Regions from separate parts of the Oryctolagus cuniculus genome. Here region 2 is linked to region 1. The links are chromatin contacts, called in public Micro-C maps. All regions are on one chromosome and are shown on one strand. Each heading gives the region's core, a stretch centred on a gene start, on an enhancer-like site or on the middle of the called end of the contact. The rest is flanking DNA. Distances are from core to core; before and after follow the strand shown.

The links. Hi-C and Micro-C count contacts between places; a contact is called where the count stands out from the background.
Region 2: a Micro-C map of ear pinna shows a contact between it and region 1, with 7 times the contacts expected there. The contact joins two enhancer-like sites. A contact is called at or near these places in 2 of 6 Hi-C or Micro-C datasets (ear pinna and skin fibroblasts).

Annotation. Positions count from the first base shown.
Region 1 is chr14:5,140,154-5,143,306 of mOryCun1.1, reverse strand. No RefSeq gene overlaps it. Among named protein-coding and RNA genes, the nearest start is that of SSBP2, 93 kb to the right of the region's middle. Within about 2 kb of position 1,271, at least 7 of the 8 cell types and tissues checked have an H3K27ac peak or open chromatin away from gene starts, as enhancers often do. A contact at or near this core is called in ear pinna, where this site is marked.
Region 2 is chr14:5,411,537-5,414,789 of mOryCun1.1, reverse strand. ATG10 (autophagy related 10) reads right to left here. Exons shown (of 7, transcript XM_070056382.1): 3 at 1,401-1,539. Among named protein-coding and RNA genes, the nearest start is that of RPS23, 120 kb to the left of the region's middle. Within about 2 kb of position 1,334, at least 3 of the 8 cell types and tissues checked have an H3K27ac peak or open chromatin away from gene starts, as enhancers often do. A contact at or near this core is called in ear pinna, where this site is marked.

The DNA of each region.
Region 1 (3,153 bases), core at 22-2,521:
GTCAACAGTCCCTTCCAGTCCAGAGAAATGCTTCAGTTACATTTTCTTTAGATTTTGTTTCTTGTTTTTGTTTTGTGTGGAAGGTAAACTGGCCCCTGGAGGCTAGTACCATTTTCCTGTTTAGGGCGGTTTGGAAAACAGAGGAAGGCGTCTTGCTTCTTGTTATGGAAGATGCATGGCCGTAGACCCAGTTTTTCTGGAAAACATGGCTCCCAGCAGCTGACCCGCAGGAAGAGGACGTGGGGCTCCTGGCTCCCTCCACCAAGGGCACGCGCCTCCCCACGCCCGGGATCCTAGAGGGAGCAGAGCCAGCACTGTCCACTGTCCCTTCCAAGGGCAGGGAAGAATTCTGCGCCACCCACAAGTGGGGAGACGTCCAGTGCAAGGCACCGGGCGTGGGGACTCGCTCTTGTGCGCCCACCCGACCCGCCATTACATGGAGAGCGCCCCAGTGCACCTGATCTCTCCCGTGGAAAAAGGTGTGGTAGGTGGGGTCCCAACCCCACACCAAGTTAGCACCAGCGTCTGAGGTTCAGCTCCGCCCCCGGGACCTGCGGCCCCACGTGGCACCGTCCAGGACGCCCCGAGGCCCTGTTCGAGCCCGGGCACCCGCGCACCTGCCGGGCTCCGAGGGCGCGCGCAGGGCCCTCGGCGGCGGGGAACAGCTGCTGGCCACCCAGCCCCACCCTGGGCGGCGGCGGCGCCCCCAGCCGCGCCCCGAGACCCGTGTGAACCCCAGAGCGCAGGATCCCGCGCATTTCCCGCAGGCTGCCACCACCGCGCCTGACCCAGCGCCCCTTCCTCCCGCAGGTCCCGAGAGGCGCCCGCACCAGGGTCCCACTCTGGGGGCCCCCAGCCTCGCCCCGCCCCCGAGCCCAAACAGTCCCGCTGGCGGGGTCGGGGGGCGCACGCCACCCCCAGGCCCGCGCGGCCGCCTGGGTACGGCCCGGAGTCCCGGCCGGCCCGCGACCCCCGGGACCCCCGGGCGCTCTCGGCGCCCACACGCACGCCCCCACCCCCAGCCCCAGCCCCAGCCTCCCGGAGCGCGCTCCCCGGGGCGTGTTTGCGCGCGTGTGGGCCGGGCGCGCAGCCGTGGGGGGGCCGCGGGCCCCACGCGGGCCAAGTTCGCTGTTGACAAACTTGCGGTGGCCGCGCGCCCGTGTCAGCGCCACTTCCGGGATAATGAGGGCCGCGGTGCGGGCGCGCGGCGCGGCGGCGGGAGGCGGCCGCCGGCCGGAACAGCAAATGCTATTCAGCCCGAGCAGTTTCAAGCCGCCCGAGCTGGGGAATTACTGTAGTCGCGCGGCGGCTCCCACCGCCGGCGCTGCCAGTGCGCGCGCGCGCGGGGGGAGCCGGGGCCGCGGGCGCGGGCGCGGGGCGGGAGCCCGCCCTGCACCCGGCCGGGCTCGCCCGCGCCCCGCGCCCCGCGCCCGTGCCCCCCGCCCGGGGCCCGCCAACTTTTCCCTGCCTCCACGCGCCCTCCCTCCCCCCCCCCCTTTGTTTCAAATAGGACTCTCCAAAATTTATTCTTGGGAAGACTGACAGCCGGGGTCAAGAAACAGCTGTTGAAGTTAATGTTTCTTCCTCCCACTTCGTCTGACGGCTGTGCCCTGCCAAGACAAAGTGAGAGGCGCAGCCGGGTGGCTTCGGGAAGCAGACCTGCACGCCCAGGCCGCGGGAAGGGGGAGGGGGCCGTGTTTTCCTGCTGCGCGCGGACAGTCGGCTCCTAAATGCAACAGCCTGAGCCCCTCGGCCCGCGCTGCCGCAGCGCCCGGTGCGGGCGCCTGAGCCCCCCGGGGGCGCGGTGGGCGCTCGGCGAAGGGGGGCGCGCGTTGCGGACCTGGCTGCCCACCTGCCGCCCTCTGCGCAAGGGAGAGTGGCCTGGGGGAGGGAGAAGACGTGCATTCCTCTGCTAGGCTCCAGAATCCGAGTCCTGGTGCAGAGCCGGCGCTTGCGGGAGCCAGGCAGCCAGGCAGCCGCCGTGTTTACGCGGAGGCGACCCGGGCCAAACCTGGAGGGAGCCTCTCTCTGGGGGAGGCCTGGCTCCGCTCCTGGGTCCCAGAGGGCACTGGGGGAGGGGGCTGCCCTCCTCCAGACGCCAGGCCAGCTCGGCACAGCCGCCCTCCCCTGACCCTGCGGGTGTGGGTCCCCTGCCCGAGCCACTCCCCAGGCGCGCAGCCCGCGGTCCTGGGCTCCGGAGCTCCACGCCTTCCGCCTCAGAGAGCTTAACTCTTCCATTCTGCCTCGGGAATGCGGGCCTCACTTGGCCGCTGCCTCTCAGATGAAATCATGGACAGGCACCGTGGGGCCTCTGAGGCCGCCCCCAGGTCACACTGTCACCGCATCGCAATGCAGTGCCATCACGAACCGATATTGCATCAGGCCCCAAGATATTTTAGGAAGCTCTCCGGCGGAGGCCGCACGCAGCCATCAGGGCCACACTGCCAGACTCTGGGCTGCAGAGCCGCTGGACAGGTGGCAGTGGGGCCTCTCCAATCTCTGCTCAGGGACCATTCCCTCTCCCCAGCCCCAAGCCAGGCAGGCCCCCTGGGGGGCTTCCCCAGCCTTCTCCTCGCCCAGCTCCCAGGTGCACTGCCTGCGTTTCCCCTGGAGACTGCAGTGCCCCGGCCCACCTCCGGCCTCCTGGTGTAGTTCCTGTCTGCCTGCCCGTCCTGGGTCACCCGTGTCCTGTCCTGGGTCACCCGTGTTTGCTCAGAGGAGCTGCGAATCAGCTGACTTCCCCGTGGAGTTGCAGTGGCTGCCACCCGCCCAGGCCTCCGACTTGGGTGTCGGCACGTGGCAGGCCAGGCCGACTTGCTGCACTTGGGTGAACTTTCCCCAGCCCCTCCAGATCTCCCGGCACAACCCGGCACACCCCAGGCAGCCAGCAACCCGCACATCCCCTGCCCCCAGCCAGCGCCCCATTCCCAGCCGCGCTCCTGCGAGCCAGCCGCCCGCTGACTCCAGTTCCTTCCGCTGCATTGTTCTCGCTGCCGACGGCAGGGCCGGGAGGCCCACCTCCGCGCTCCCCGGCACGGTTCATTCCCCACTGCTGGCTCCTGCAGTTTTATTACAGCCTGCTGGTTTCCAAGATGACAGACAGAAGGGTCCAGTGTGCACTGCACCCGTGAAGGCCTCTTTGTGTAGGAACGA
Region 2 (3,253 bases), core at 85-2,584, 270 kb before region 1:
CTGACAAGCTCAACAACTTGTTTTGTCTCTGGGAGCTCTTCTCTGGTGATTAACTGCTTCTGGTGAATACTAATTGTAGGAAGTGCAGTGTGGAGGAAGTCGTCTCCTGGCGTCTCTACCTGCAGCCTCGACTCTTCTTTGGATGGAGGAGGTACTAGGTGGAGCCACTGCAAACCAGAACCCAGCAAGACCACTCTCCTCCCACAGGGGAAGGAATTATCTCCTCCTTTTGAGTAGGGCGCAGCTTTCTGACAAGAAACCCCCTTTAATCTCTGGGTTCCGCTCCAAACAGAAGCACGAGAAAGTGGGTGTTGTAAAGCCTTCTAATAGTCACAGAGACAAATCTGCAACAGGAGTCTGTGAATTAGGGACCGATCAGTGTCCTCAATTCCCCACATTGTCAGTTCTTAGGAACTGCACCTCAGATTAAAATCTTCTCACTAGGGAGTCTATGAGAATTTGTTCTTGTGTTTTAGATTCTAAGTGCTTGTTAAACCACCAGTGCTGCAAAATTAGAGACCATTAAACAATATAAGGCAGCAAGTGATTAAATCTACCAAACACACATTGGAAGCAGCTTAAGCTACTTTTTAATTAAAAATAAAATATCATTGGCTAAACTCAGATGTCTTAGAAAAAGTTAGAAGGCTGTTCCAAATGCAGAGTGCTGCTGAGAAAGCCACAGGGGCCAGGGGGTGGGCTGGCCAGGGGGCTCCGCCTGGCCACCATGCCGAGCCCAGCGTGCCTCGGGGTTGACCCAGTTCAGGCAGTGGACAGTGTGTGGGAGGGCGAGGACGCTGGGCGGCTGCTGATGAAATGAGCAGCATGGGCCATGGCCTCCAAGGAGACAGGGCGTTCCAGCTTCCTGGCAGGGGGATGAGCTGAGGAACCGCACGGCACGAAGCTGAGGCGGCCGCAATGTATAGGTGGCCAGGGGAGACGTTAGCGCTATTTTTACACATTGCTTAAGCTCCCTGATAAACATTTCTTGAAATAATTATTAGCTTTTGGGGAAGGAAGCGTGGGGGCTCCTGAGTTAATGGGGTCACTGGAGATTGAAGGGACTTCTTACTGGTAAGTCTGAAGCAAATACCCAGTGCAGCTTTAAGTTGTCTCTACTTGTCTCAGTGTGGAGGGGCGAAAGGGCTTGGGGGCCCAGTTGGCTGCAGGCAGTAGGCCAGGGCTCACGGGCAGACTGCAGCCTGGGGGACACTGCTCACGCTCAGTCTTGATCCCCTTGACGCAGCACAAGAAAATTTACTGGGAAAAGCCTTCCCTCACCCACAGTTTCCGTATTCTAACTCACTTTCTCTCTCTCTCTCGAGAATATTTTTCCAAATATGCATTCTGCCTTCTGTGTCGATGTGATGAACTGACTGAGCTTTCAGACGCGGTCTTACCTAAAAAGCTCGCCCTGAAGTACAGCACAGGCACTTGGAAGCTACAGGAATATAAGACGTGATACTCGTATCGTATCACCGGCGACACTGCTGGCACCTCGGCAGCTTCGGCATCGTCCAAGGCCAGCTCCGCAGCTTCCTGGAAAAAAGCAAAATCAAAATGGTTTTTTTTTTTTTTCAGCCAAAAATGTACTAACTCAGAGATGGGAAAATTATATTTTCTTCTTGCAAAGTAACAGTTAAATAAATACTGGGCTATGAGGTAAGGAAAAGGGAGTTTCCCATATTAATGTTTAACATTTGAGTCTTGGGTAAATACTAAAACCAGAAAACATTAGCATTAAGTAATTCCAGATTGTTTTTGAGAAGACAAAGCAGCTCTGGCCAGAGAAACAGGAAGGGGGAAGAAAAGCAAAAAGATCTATTGCAACAGCAACTCTGAAAAATCTTTACTGTACAATTTTAGCAACAAGATGATGGCTGTGCATGCTACCTCCTCCCCTACCTGGGAAAGCTAAAAACATCCTAACAGTTGAACAAGAGCCTGTGAAACGTCCCTAAAGATTCTATTGTACTTGCCAAGAGATGATTCATTGTGTGCGGAACAATTCCCACTTCCATTTTGAATAAGAAAGCCATTCTGCAAAAGGTTGAGTTTGTTAGGTTATTTCAAACCCGGAGAAGCTTCTGTTTTCTCTGGTACATTTCCACAATAAATTCTGAGTTATTGCAAAAGTAGATGGCAAATATCAACGTCAAGTTAAACAGGGTTTTATAAGCAGAGATGGTGATAGTCCCATCACTTCTCACCTAATCCTTCTTCATGGTTGACTTTTCTGTGTGTGGGGAGGGCTGCTCATGCCTGCAGCTCAGTGTTCAGAGCACTTGGACACACTGAGTCACAGTCTGGTTCCATCCACATTCACGAATTTATATGCATTGAACAATTTCCTTTGGCATCGAATTAGCAGAAGGAATTAAGCAGGTTGGTTTGGTTCATTTCTACCTCAAAACAGTAATGATGACAGCAAAGAATCAAGAAGAACACTGGAAAAACTTCCAACTTCCTCCATAAGAAGCAAGGCTTCCAATGGAAATAAGCTAAGACCCAGATCCACATCTCTGTCTGTACTGATTCCCCACTCACAGCCAGTCCTCTGGGGAGATAGTTCAGTGGACCAATCATGACTGCAAATATTAACCAAAATACTGTCACTCAGCCCCAGTAAGGACTATCAATTAAACACAATGAATTAAATAACCAGGAAGAAGTCACTGGAATAAATATTCCAGATACAGAAAATCGATAAGACAGAAAGAAAGACTTTCTCTGTTTTTCAATAGATATGAGTCCATATATTGTTAAGCAGCTCTTTTAACTGAATCTTTCCTTTTAGTCAACAATTACATTACTTAGCATTTAATTTTTCTTTCTTAACATTATAAAATAATTATATCTTGGTGATAAAAAACAGAATTACAAACACGGCACAAGTACACAGAATAGAAACTGAGATGCTCCCCTCAGTCCCAGCATCCTCTCCCTCAGATTTGTAGCTATTTTTAACAGACCAGTGTTTACTTTTCCAGACTTTTATATTTTCTGGCACGCAAACATATACATACACATACACACCTCCTCCTCATGCTCCCCTGCTTGCATTAAATCATACAAAACATGAAGGGACTTCAAAATGTTTGGGGGAAAATGGAATTAAAAGATAAGCTTATGGCCGGCGCCGTGGCTCACTAGGCTAATCCTCTGCCTGCGGCGCCGGCACACCGGGTTCTAGTCCCGGTCGGGGTGCTGGATTCTGTCCCGGTTGCCCCTCTTCCAGTCCAGCTCTCTGCTA